Regions from separate parts of the Mus musculus genome. Here region 2 is linked to region 1. Evidence: chromatin contacts called from public HiChIP or PLAC-seq data. All regions are on one chromosome and are shown on one strand. Each heading gives the region's core, a stretch centred on a gene start, on an enhancer-like site or on the middle of the called end of the contact. The rest is flanking DNA. Distances are from core to core; before and after follow the strand shown.

Region 1 (6,710 bases), core at 2,009-4,508:
CTGAGAGATTATCTGAACTCTGAAGGGAGAGGTTTCATGGAGAGCTCCCATTTAGACTATATGAAATGTGTGAAATCTTTCTATATAAGAAGAAAATCAATTGTTTTACCAAGCCCATTTGGAAGAAACACTTTTGGTTTTGCCCCCTTCTTCCTTTCTGGAAGTCCTATATCATCCAGTGTGGAAGAGGAAGGAGTTGCTAACTTCTAGTAGACTGCGCAAGAGAACTACTGGTGAAAATGCTGAAACCACGACCATAGAGGTTGCTGAGCAAGTGTGCAAACTTCTGTACAAACACAGTGGCCACTGGATATCAAGTAAAATTCAAAAAAAGAAAAAAGAAGTAAGAAAAAAATCTAGAAATACTATTCTTACCTTAGACCTTTTCTTCACTAATTCTATTCAGAAAAATAGCGTTACATCTAAGTGTACCATTGCTTTGCAGCACATTATAAACACACTAAACAGAAAAGGAAATTTAGGTAGTATTTGTTGCCCAAAGCCTGTGTCCAGTTAAGCTATTCTAGTGGGATTTATGTTCCCTGAGAAGTAATTTTGAGTTTTCTGTCTCTGAGAGATACTAGCAACAAAATTCCAGAAGGAAGTGTCTTCTAGCACCCCAGTCCTGTTGTTGGAATGGTGACCTCCCCACACTCAGGAGAGAGAAGCACACTGGAGACACAAACAGTCACACACTGGACAGCTCGAACACAGAGGGTGATTTCCTTTCCTGTCCCTTTGTTAGTGGCAGTCACCTTGAGAATGCATTTTGCCATAATCAGCATATAGTGACAACAGCATCATGCAATGTTTTCAAGGTCAGGTGACTACAATGTTCAGGTCTGTGGACTACCCTAATTTTACAATAACTATACATGGCTAGACCAACATAAGTGACACATCACATGACTTATAAATGTCTTTGAGTATAACAAGGCTATTGTCACCATCTTACAAGGCAAATAAGGGTCCCTGTAGCCACTTCTGCCATGTGCCCTTTCTGGTCCCCACTGCCACAGCTAGTGGTGACTCAGAACTGTTCCTGAGGTCTAATGATCAATAAAGTCCTTTCTCTACCAACTTGGGCTCAAAGCCAAGAGAGAGCCAGTAGCCTTTCATCCACCTTACCAGCTGGGTACTTCAGAAAGCTGGACCTCAGAAGCAGAGCCTGTACCTGGGGCTACAAACAGAGATGGGGCAGCTTTGAGTCTTTCTGGTCCCTGAGCTGGACACCTTCTATATTTTGATGCTTGGAACTAAGCTTCTGATTTCATACTAATTCTTCTGCCTAATTTAGTTTGAGTTGTTTACTGTAATTTGCAACCAGGATCCTATCCAATTCATACATGGACTCCAGATGTCCTTAGGCCCTGGTGAACTGTAGACAGGACCCAGCACCACTTTGACTAAGATGTTCTGCTTTTGCTCTAACTCATACAAGATCTGTAACAGTCTGCAAAGAGTCCTCTTAAAATATCTGTGGCTATGGGCAGTTACAGGTGTGCTCTGGAACAAATCTGAAGGTATACAGCCTATAGCTCCAACACTTCTTTCTATGGTTTATAGCTAGTACCTTCTGCAAATATCCATTATCTCTTTCAGCTCCTTTTCTCAAAATCAATAGAAGCTTTTCTTTTCTGTCTCAGCTCCACCTGCCTTTACAGCCTTTACACAGCTCATTCGTCTCTCCCACAGTCCAGCCAAGTTCATGTATCAAAGGACATCCACCAGGGCCTCTTGGTGGGCTTTCCCCTGCACTACTAAAGAGCTAGACCACAACCTCCATAAGTATCCATAATGATTATCATTTCCTGTCTTGAATCATGGATCACACCACATAATGGTTTTCAGTTCTTATCTGCTTCTCCACCAAGGTGTACTCCTCACCAGCAGTGATCTTATTTCCCAACATAGTAACTACATGAGAAAGATATATCACTAAGTATTGTAGAATGACCAAATGACTGAAAAAATTCATCTCCAAAGTATGAAAGGGCAGAAAACAGAAAAAAAAAAGTACAATTACAACTTTATGGTAGTAAGTATCCACACTTCAGAGCCAGGTATGGTATATATAATTCTAGCACTTGGGAAGCTAAGGCAAGAGAGCTGTCTTGAGTTTTAGCCTGGAGTACACAATAAACTCAAGACTATTCTGAGCTACATAGCAATACCCTATCTTGAAAACAAAGGCTAACAAACACATCTACAATTTTAATTTTTGTTCCAATGTCCTTTAGTAAAATATACTTCTAGTAATTACTTCATGTAAAATACAGATTAGACTATATACCTCTGAAAGCATTTTTCTAAAATAAGTTCTTATGTTTTAAGAATTGTCTGTGTCTGTGTCTGTGTGTGTGTGTGTGTGTGTGTGTGTGTGTGTGTGTGTGTGTGTGTGTGCTTGCGCGCATGGTATGTGCCATGTGTGTGGCATGCCCAAGAGTCCAGAATAGTGTATTGGATCCCTTGGAGCTCAGTTAGAGGCAGTTGTGAATCACCCAACGGGAGTGCTGGAAAACTGAACTTGGTTATTCTCCAAAAGCAGCAGTAAGTGCTCTTAACTGCTGAGCCATCTCTCCAGCCCTTTGAAAGCATCTAAATGTTTACTTTGAATATTTGCCCAAATGAATTCACACCTTAAAGCTGTTCCTCATCCTGAACCTGTGGGACTCCTAAGTACCAACCCTGATACAGCCTACTGAAGCAGGCTAAATAGATGAACGGCCAGAAAAGACAGGCTGTGGTCCCCACTCCTGGGAAATCTATTCATCATTAGCAATGACAGCATCACAAAAGGAAACTTAGGACAAAAACATAAAGGAAAGCTATATAGAAAAAATAACCTATTGGTAAAACATGAGGTCAAATTACAACCTGAGCTAGCTAGACCTCCTTTTTAACACTCAGCATAGCTAATAGAATAAAAAAATAAAATAAAACACCTAGGCAACAGCTGGCCACGATGCTCCTGCCTAAGACCCCAGCCATTAGAAAGCCAGAGCAGGAAAACTGTGACTTCAATCCAGCCTGAGCTATACAGTGAAAACCCAGACCAGACATAGTGAGATGTTGTTTCAAAATAATAATTTTTAAAAGCTTAAGCAGTATCAACTTTAATAAACTGGCACATGCATTCCCCTGTACAAAGATTGCCACTGGCTGTGGGCCAAAATGCTCTTGACAAACAGCCTGACCACATTCCCAAACCCTGTGAGACTGAGGACCCAGTAATAGAACATGAAGTATGTCACCCTCAAGCCTGACAAAGACCTTCCCAACTCTCTTCCACCACCGCTGTAGGTTGAGACAGAGTGGCCCATAGTGCCCCTTGCTAAGGCTGCAGAGCAGCTGGGCTCAATCTTAGCTTGAATAATTTGCTTTAAAAAATAAAATAGTACCAAGAGCTTTGTCTATCCACTCAACCTGCCCCCCTTACTTGTAATCGCCCCCCCCCCCCAAAAAACCCTAAGGGATGGGGTTATGGCACTGTAGGTGTTTCATGATCATGGATGAAGGATTAAGTTTGGACTGCAGCGCCTACATTTAAAATAATAATAATAATAATAATAATAATAATAATAATAATGCATATTAAGTATGCTTGTAACACCAGCATTTCAGAGCAGAGTTCCTGAAAGCTCTAAGGCCAGCCTAACTGACATAGCAAGCTTCCAGTTCAGTGAGAGACAAGATACTAAAGCAGTGAGCAATAAAAGGAAACATTTGAGATTCTGGTCTAGCCTCCATACACACATACAAGGCCCTTGAGAGAGCACAGGCACACCACCCCTGCATCTTTCTACATATTTTCTATTCTTGTTAATGCAAAAGCATGCTTGCTCTACTACAGCCCACTACATAAGTGCTTTGATTCTCCTCACCACACATTTGTCAGCATCTTTCCTGACGATGCAGATCTTGTTTTGTTGTTTTGCTTTGTTTTGTTTTGTTGGTTTTTCGAGACAGGGTTTCTCTGTATAGCCCTGGATGTCCTGGAACTCACTCTGTAGACCAGGCTGGCCTCCAACTCAGGAATCGGCCTGCCTCTGCCTCCCAAGTGCTGGGATTAAAGGCGTGCACCACCACTGCCCGGCAGCAGATCTCGTTAATACAATAGGAGATATGGCTCCACTACATTTAACTAGCAATGCTTAGCACTTGGCCATCAGAGCCTTGAATCTACGCTCAAATGCCAGAACAGTTCTAGAGAAAGAATCCTGGTAGGTGTGTCCTCATTGCCTGCCCTGAAAATAAGGCATATATTCAGGACTGTATCCAAAATTGTCAAACAGAAAACCCTAAGAAAGCCATAAATTCTTTGTATGGTTGCTACTTTTCCTAACACATGACCTTCTTGCTAACTATAGCTGTCTTCCTCTGTCACTCTGTATTTGTTGACAACAGGAAAAGTAGAGCCAAAAAGGGGAAAGGTTAACTCCTCCCTTAACACCAGCATGAGACCATCTCTATTCTTCATCTTCACATTATAAATCATTTGAGATGGATTATAGACCAATAAAAACTCAGGGAAAGGAAGAGCTTTTTCAACTGCTTCATAGTCAAACATTATACTTTGTAGCTATGGAAACTGTTTTCTACTAATATAAATGATTAACACGCCTCCTCAGGATAAGTTCAATACACAGACTTCATTGCCACAATATTTTAATTTCACTTCCTTAGGATGTGATCCATTGGTGAGTTGGAAATTTGGCTTTAGCACTGATAAGTTATTTCTCCACCAGTGAAATAAGCAAATTCAAGCCAGATTAGATTATATTAAACACAGGTTTATTGGGAAACTGCTCTCTGGCAAGTTCACTAGCCCAAGGACGGAGGCCAGGGAAGTCACCATGGGGAGGGAGAAAGAGGGGAAGGGGAAGAGGAAGACACACGTCTGTGCAAGAGAGAAAAAGAAGGGAGGGAGGGAGGGAGGAAGGGAGGAAGGGAGGAAGGGAGGAAGGGAGGAAGGGAGGAAGAGAGAGAGACAGAGACAGAGAGAGACAGAGAGACAGAGAACGAGAACACCAAAATGTCTGGATTATGTAGGGAAGAGCCTCTGGAGGAAGGTTGGAAATGGTATGTATGCCAAGTAGGGACTGAGAGATGCTGGGAGAACCTGGAAATCAGGTCTGCTTTGGTACACAAAATATGGGCCTCAGCTCTGGGTCTGAAATCTTAATAAGCATCTCAGTTCATATTGAATATTTCTAGGCTTAGGATATACATCATTGACATCTCATATTTAAAACCATTCACTTATGACTAGAAAATATCTTTGTTACCTAGAAAACAAAATACCCACTCCTCAAAACAGGTATGCAAGATCTGATATGCCATCTCTACAGCTAGTAAGTCATGTGCGTGTAACCCACACTATGGACAAACTCAATTAATTTCTCTAATGTCATTTGGGAGACCACTGCAATTTCTCCAGTTTCCCAAACAGCAATATGCCAGATATGTTGACCGTCAGATCCTGGGTCTGGGGCCAGGATACAGAAATGATACACAGAAAGCCAAGGGCTGTTTGCCCAGGTGAGTGCCACATGTCCCTGCATATCTCCAAACACACATGCATCCACATTGTGCAGTCCTGAGCCTTCCCTGGGCTTTATTAACTTAACAAAGTGAGGAAAGACCCCTGCCATGTGAAGCAGGTAGGAGAAATGCCCTGCATGCAAATGCAGCCAGCTCTGAATATTCTTTAATATAAGCCTGACACATACTCCACAAGTCCACTCCCCAGAGGCTACTGGGACTAGAGTGCATTTTCCTTCCAGTATAAGGCAGCTTTGAGCTGAAATGCTTGGTAAGGAAAGGGAATCAGCCTCTGGTAGTTGCTTGTAGGGAGACACAATGTAGCAGGACATGTGACTGGGCTACTGTCCATCAACCATAAATAGGAGCTTGCCAGAAAATATGTTGATGGGGTAAATTCATGAAACCACCAGAATTCCAACAGCAAGTAACATTCTGAAAAACTTTAATGGCTGAAATAAAAAATCTACAACGACTTGACAACTAAATAATCTCTTTAAATGTTTATGATAAACTTCAATCCTGTAGCAGCATAACTGTCCTACACCACAACCCTCATGCCAGCCACTTTACACACACAGCCTGTAGTCCCATAGCACTGTGGAATATACTGAGAAAATGGATTCTCTCAGGTATATAACATGTGCTGCTTGCAATGTTTTAAGGAAATGCTCCAAGAAATCTGTATTATCAAGACATTTGAGACTTCTACATGGTTTCTTCCACTCACTAGAGAATCAACAGGTCTGGGCCTAAAAGACAAAGATAGCATTTAAATAAGTACTGCCCCAATCCAAGTAAAGAGACAAACTTCATTAAACAATTGTTTAACCTGGGGAGGGGAGAGAAAAGTGTTCTTACCAGGCTAGCCACTGAAATAAAAGGCTTCGGAGAAATCCCAAGCAGCCATACCACACCCTCTCCTGATTCCTTCCACTTCCAGGCACTCCACAGAGACAGCTGTAAAGAAACCCAGGGAAAGGCATCCACAGAGTGCTACAGGCCTTTGAATGTCACCAAGCACACCTTAGTACCTAGAGCTACTCTGGGCACCACCCAAGATACAACAGAAGAGCCACAATGCCTGTCCACCAGGGTCTCAAATTGTACCTCAAGATCTAACAGTGAACAAAGCACTCTAGTGACAATTAAAAGCAAATAACTTT
Region 2 (7,144 bases), core at 154-2,653, 130 kb before region 1:
ATAACCTCTCAAATACCCAAGCTGACCTTGAACTTCTGATTCCCTTTACTACACTTCCCATGTCCTGGAATTATCCAACCATATTGGCTTCATGTGGTGATTGTGACAACATCCAAGGCTGAGTTGATGCTGAACAAATTTACTCTACCAGCTGAGCTACATTCCAACCGCTAAAACTAATTCTTACAAAAATTACATTTACACTGGAAGAGCTGGTTTTTTTTAGTGAAATAACACTTGAAAATCAGTTTTTGAAATTGGTTTGTGGAATGAGGCAGATCTGTGATTTACAAAACCAAATGATTTCAAGCTAATTACACTCTAAAATAAAGTATAAAACCCTATATACTAAGCACTACAACAAATATGTTAAAGAAGTACAAAACAATAAAAAATAAAATAAAAAACTAAGATGTCAAGAGCCCTTCTCATGGGAGCCTTGTCTGCTGGTTTTAACACTGTCTCTCCAGGACTAGCATTTAGCAAAAACCAAGAATTAATGTCTATACAACTACTACTACTGTAATCCAGAATGTTGACAAAGTAAGGTAAGAAGCAAATACCACCACGCTGTAATTGTATTAACAGTTACAAACCTATTGTGCCTTTTGAAATCAGTAATGTGTGTGAAAACACAAAACCCATTCTCCATTTGAGTTAGTAACCAACACTTTTGTCCTGAAGAAGGCAAATTCCACCTGGGATTTAACAATAGCATGGTGGGTTTCCTGTGTCTTCCCCTTTACAGAGTGAAGGCTTTGACTGAGGTAGAAGACAAGCATTGGTAACTCCTGGCTTCTGAGAAAAGAAAAAAAAAAAAATGTTCTAGAGATGGTGGTGTTGGCTGCACAATAACAAGGCATAGCTAGTGCCACCAAACTGTATACCTCAAATGGTTATTTACACTTTATCACAAAAAAAAAAAATTATAAAGTAAGCTACTAACAGGCACTACCCTATCTTCAATTTCTTGGAGCCTAAAAGATATACTTGCTTTCAAATATATTTACTTTCATGATGAAAGATAAACACCACTACAGTTTGTAAGATACAGGGAAAAAAAAGTCTTTTAGGTGTTAATGGACTTAATAAACTGTATGAATAGTGCCTGGATCTAGGTCACAGTATTTGTGTTTGGTGAGTCTGGAAACTCCTTAGCAGCTCACATGAGCGCTACCGGCACTCAGGCTTGCTTCATGCAGGACATATTCAGCTCCTCCCTGACACTGGTCTAAGATATAAAGGGCCTTATTAAATCCAGGAGCACTTGCGGTACTCTTACACCTTGCCAACACTCTTTTTGGAATCTCTATTCTTCAGGGTCTTCTCACCAGGTTGATCTGTTGCCTCTATCAGCACATAAGGACCAAGTGCGTAACAAGGTTGCATTTAGACCCTGGCCCTCTCTGCTGCCTCTCTACAGGATCAACACTGTGTCCAAGCCAGATACTGCTGAGACTATCCAGAGCCATAGCTGGCCTGTGTTCAAATTCCACAGCTGCCACCTCTAATCAATGTGACAAGAGGCAAAGGACTTCATCTCCTGTACTACATTATCAAGTGATTGAATTGAGGCACATTTCTAGAATTCTAAGAAAACTCAGGGCCTAGAGTATATTCCTCCACAGATACCTGACCTATCTCTCCTCATGCAGATATGCAATGTGAAGAAACTAAGCTATTTCCTCAAGTTTTATACTTTAAACCTCCCAAAATATACAACTTCTAAGAGACAAGCATTTCAGGGATCATGAATTAACTATTCCCAAATTAAAAAAGAAAAGAAAAGAAAAGAAAAGAAAAGAAAAGAAAAGAAAAGAAAAAGATGATTGTAATTCCATAATTAGGCAAATAGCACCAAGGACTAACTGGGGTAAGGGTGCTGTTACTCTGACCTTAGCAAAGGGACTCCATGATTGAGTGTCTGTGTGTACATGGGAGCTGGTGCACGTAGAACTCAGTGGTCAAACTCAGGCATTGTTCCTCAGTTGCTGTTCACCTCGTCTCTTGAAATAGCCTCTCTCATTGGCCTGAAACTTACTGATTAACTAGCCAGAGTGGTCAATGACCCCTAAGGATCCACCTGTTTCCGCCTTCACAGCACAGACTGTAAGTGCATATACCACCACACACCTGTTTGTCTTTGTTCCTCAGTTTTGAGGATTGAACTCGGGCATCATGCTTTCATGGCAAGCACTTCACTATCTCCCTAACTTTTATGCTGACCACATAAAAAAGCATCTTTGTTCCATAAAATTAGAGCCCTGAACAACTAGCCTTAGCCAACAGAGATATTTTTGTCAAGCAAAGGACAAAAGATATGAGCTATTTTTATCATGCCTGATAAACACCAAGTGATAATGTTGATGGCTATGCTAACACAGAGTTAGCAGGAAAGTGAACTGGCTGTGTAGATCCACCTGTGACATTGTGGACACAATCGGACTTCCAAAAGAGTTTGCTCCCATTAATCAGTTATAAATAAATCTCTCTCCGTTCCAAGATTCTGTGGAGCCATGTTTCCTGCCTCCTGCCCATACAGTGGCTTCCTTAGGGTCTGTTCTATGTGAATAACTGGACAGGTTCTAGTACTTATTTCCATGGAGGGAATATACAATATACACACCACACAGATAAATAAGTAGCTTTGTGAGAAGCCTGAAGAAAAGCACCAAGTGACAAAATGTGCTACACTAAGGTTGCCATGGAGATGAGGCAAATGCAACAGGACAGCACTTCATACTACAATACACAAAGACCATCTGGGTAGGAGAAATTTGATTTTGTAGGACACTCAGCTCACATTTCGGTCAGTTTTTCCCACACAGTTTTATGAACTGTGACTGTGTGATATTGTCTAATATGCTCAAACACATGTTAGATTAGATTTGTAGAATTTAAGATTCTACAAAGCAGTAGGAATGTGACATAGCTCAGTGGGGCAGCACCTCACCTACCATGTGTGAGGTATTAGGTTTAATCCACAGCACTGAGAGGCAGTCAGAAAAAAATTCTTAAAAATTGGGCATAGCCTAGAAGGAACCTACTATTGCACTAAATGGTTATGTCACCAAACTTCTTTCTAAATATTTCTGTTTATTCACATAGATTTGTGCTGCTCTTAACCTTTGTTAAAGAAACTTCTTGCAGTGAGGAGTGTTCATGCAGACTTATAACAAGTCAAAGTCCTGAGAATAAATGACTGAATATCAACATTTATACTAACTCCACCCTCAAGGCTCAAGAAACATCTTGGGAGAAGGAGCAGAAAGACTAAGAGCCACAGGTGAGAGGAAACCTGCACTTTCTCTTTGGGAGTCTGGGTTACCTCATTCAATATAATCTTTTCTACTTCTATCCATTTACCTGCAAACTTCCTTCTTTACAACTGAATAATATTCTATTATGTATATGTACTACATTTTCATTATGCATTCACCTGTTGAAGGACATTTAGTTTGCTTCTATTTCCTGGCTATTATAAATAGGGCTGAACAAATGTCTGAAACAGGATGCCAAGTCTCTTAGAGAATATGGCAAGGAGTGGTATAGCCAGGTAGGGTAATGCATTTTAGGTTTCTTTTGCTTGCTTGTTTGTTTTTTTGAGGATTCTCCATGGTCTCTCTCATCTGTGATTCCTAACTCCAAATCCTAAGATTTGAGCATACAACAAAAAGTATCCAAAGAAACCATGAAATTATAAAGAGAATAGAAGAGGGTTTGGGGAGTCTGGAGAAAAGGAGTGAGACAGGTGATGAGAAACAGGGAAATGGAATGACAGGGACAGGGTTCCAACTGGGCAAGAAGGAGGGCGGTCAATAATGCTCAGGAAACATCTTGGAAAGTATTCAAAAATGTGGGCCAGAATACCAGGAAGTCTCTCCTAGAAATGGCTGCATAAACAAGATCAAAACCAAAGCAGTATCAATGGGCACATTAATATGAAAGAGGAAAACTTCTGGGTGTCCCAACTCTAGATAAGTAACTAAAGGCAGCTAATGATAGCTGGGAGAAGAACCGGCCTTTCCCATGGATGAGTCCCATTACTGATTGTCCAAAGCAGAGTGATCAGCCCCAACAAAATCGGACTCAGTGGGTTGTACTTATATGTGGGTGTACTTATATGTACACATGAATACATACATATATACACACACATACATATGTATACATATAAACACACATATATATATACATATACATACACACATACACACATACACACATACACACGCACACACACACACACACATATATAGCAATTATCAAAGAAAAAGAGGTTATCTACTTGAGAGAGGGGAGCATAGCCTGGCAGGGTCTGAATGAAGGTCATAGGAAGGAACTAGAGGAATGAGGGGATAAAACTGACATAGCTCCATTACAATTAAAAACACATTAATAATCAATTTTAGCTGGACAGTGGTAGTGCACACTTTTAATCCCAACACTCAGGAGGCAGAGATAGGTGGGTCTCTTGTGAATTCAAGGTCAACCTCGTCTATAAAGAAAAGCCAGGGCTACATAGAGAAAGCACATTTCAAAGAAAAAAGAAAAAGATTAAAGGATTGTTAGCTGAGTGGTGGTGGTCCATGACTCCCAGCACTCAGGAGGCAGAAGCAGGTGAATCTTTTTGAGTTCAAGGTCAGGCTGATCTACAGAGTGAGTTCCAAAACAGCCAGGGCTACACAGAGAAACTCGGGCTTGAAAAACTGAAAAGAAAACACAAGTCCTTAAGTGCCACAGAACAGGGAGGAGCACTGTAAAATGCCATCTTCTGGATAGGACATGGTCATTGCACGCCAGGATTCATAGTAGCTGTGGCTGCCAGCAAAAACATGCAGAACATCAAGCCTATTAAAATTCCAACCCAGGGGGCGGGGGATGTTCACAGGGCTCCAGCCCTAGCTGAGGAGCTACTATGAGTTGATGGCGCTGGGAGGCAGAAGGGTTCTCTTTCCTTTGCAAGTATGGCCACTGAAAGGCTGCCCACACCTTTCATACAGGTTTCAGATGTGACTTGGGGAGAGGGAGAAGTTGAGAGGGGAAATATGGTGGTCATTAGTTGGGGAGATGAGTTCAGGTAGAAAGGAGTAGATCTGACCAAAATACATTGTATATGTGTATGAAATGCTCCCAGAACAAGAAGTATTAAGAAAAGTGAACAAAAGATTTTGAGTAGTATTTAAAGATATAGAGATGCCTAACATACACACACACAAAGGTGGTCTGTAATTTATCATCTCAGAATGCATATCAAAACCACAAAATGTCACTTCACCTTTCAACTGTTTTTAGCCATAAGAGTTGCTTATATAACCCAAATATGAGGCCTGTATCATATACATAATTTCCAAATAGTGTCTTATATTCTTTTAAGATAAAAGTGTTTATTTTTGTAATTTGTCTGTTTAATCGATTTTTCTTTTGGTTTTTTATTGTCTATTAGATGTTACATTTAAGAAAATGTGTTTTCATATGCACTGGCTAATTTTATATCAACCTGAGTCACACTAGAGTCACTAGAGAGGAAAGAACATCAACTGAGAGAATGCCTCAGTAAGATCAGATTGTAGGCTCTAGGACATTGTCTTAGTGACTGATGTGTAAGGGCCAAGCCCATTGTGGACACAGCCCCCCTCCTCACCCTGGGCACACGATCATGGGTTCTAGAAGAAAGCAGGCTGAGTAAGCCTTGGGGAGCATGACAATAATAAGCAGCACCCCTTCATAGCCTCTGTATCCGTTCCTGCTTCCAGGTTCCTGCCCAATTTAATAGTGAACAGTGACACAGATGTTTAAGATAAATACACTCTTTCCTTCCCAGGTTGCTTTGGTCATACTGTTTCATTACAGCAATACTAACCCTAAGATATCATGTTAGAGTGTTTGAAGCTCAGCCTCCCACCCTAATCTCCAGATTCCCTGGGATTGGAGTTGTTGTTAATCACCATGTGGGTGCTAGAAACTGAACCCAGGTACTCTGCAAAAGCAACAAATACCCTTAATCACTGAGCCAATGCTTCAGCCCTCCTTTGATCCATTTTGAGCTATAGGGTATAGAGCAGAAATCTCTTCTTGTCTACTGGCTATTTAGAGGTGTTAATAGCTGACCTGTCCCTTTTCCACCCAATAGTCTTGGTGCATTTTTTTCATGTCTGTGGTATGCATGCACGCATGCAACTGTGTGAGCATAAGTGTGGCAGTAAGAAACCAACATCCAGTTTCTTCCTTAACCCTCACTTGGACCCAGGGCCTAGGCTAGACAGCTTAATCCAGGATTCCTGTCTCCATCTCCCACAAGCAGATTACAGGGAAGCTGCTATGGCAGTCTGGCACTTACTTGGGTATTTAAGATCCAAACTATGGTGTTCAAACTTGCATAATAATTACTCTACCTGCTGTGCCATCCCTTCAGGTCTCAATAGTCTTAGTATTTCTGTCCCCAATAGTCAACCACACTGAAAGAAAGAAAGAAAGAAAGAAAGAAAGAAAGAAAGAAAGAAAGAAAGAAAGAAAGAAAGAAAGGAAGGAAGGGAGAGAGAGAGAGAGAGAGAGAGAGAGAGAGAGAGAGAGAGAGAGAGAGAGAGAGAGAAAGAGAAAAAAAACAATAACAACAAAACAAAACATCACATGAGCTAATTTCTAGACTTTCAATTACAGCCCATGTAGGTTCCTATAGAAGCACTATACAGTTTGAATTGCCAAAGCTTGGAATTTAATTTTTAGATGATTAAAATGAGAGACTTACGCATTTGTTATCCTCTTTCAAGACTGAGAAGCTATTTTCTTGCATTTTTTACAGGAAATTGAAAAAACAATGTGTGCTATAAAATATTAACCTGGCCTGAGAAAGGTTAAGTGTGACACTCTCTTCAGCCTTTTAAGAAGCTAATTGCTGAGTCTTTAGAGTGCTCTGGCTGATGGATATGTCTCTAGGCTATACCACATGATTCATGATAGTTGTGTGGTTACTGTATGAGCCTCAAGCCATGCAGAATGATCTTTATCTACTAAAAGGAATAGAAATAAAGGATGTCCACATGGGTAGCCAACTTGTGAACATAAATAGTCCCAGTAAAAACTGAGGATCTCAAGGCTCACGTGAGTTTGTTTAACAGTAGTTCATGTGTGCTAATATATACAA

Evidence for each region. HiChIP or PLAC-seq counts read pairs in DNA pulled down with a chosen protein or histone mark.
Region 2: an H3K27ac HiChIP or PLAC-seq map of heart atrium shows a contact between it and region 1, with 2.6 times the contacts expected there. The contact joins two enhancer-like sites. A contact is called at or near these places in 3 of 484 Hi-C or Micro-C datasets (Th1 cells, embryonic stem cells and liver) and 3 of 115 datasets of contacts at active chromatin or transcription factors (embryonic stem cells and heart atrium).

The regions. Positions count from the first base shown.
Region 1 is chr13:9,310,804-9,317,513 of GRCm38.p6, reverse strand. All of the region lies in intron 1 of Dip2c (disco interacting protein 2 homolog C), which reads right to left. Among named protein-coding and RNA genes, the nearest start is that of Dip2c, 38 kb to the right of the region's middle. Within about 2 kb of position 3,258, at least 19 of the 459 cell types and tissues checked have an H3K27ac peak or open chromatin away from gene starts, as enhancers often do. A contact at or near this core is called in heart atrium, where this site is marked.
Region 2 is chr13:9,440,965-9,448,108 of GRCm38.p6, reverse strand. All of the region lies in intron 1 of Dip2c (disco interacting protein 2 homolog C), which reads right to left. Among named protein-coding and RNA genes, the nearest start is that of Dip2c, 170 kb to the right of the region's middle. Within about 2 kb of position 1,403, at least 21 of the 459 cell types and tissues checked have an H3K27ac peak or open chromatin away from gene starts, as enhancers often do. A contact at or near this core is called in heart atrium, where this site is marked.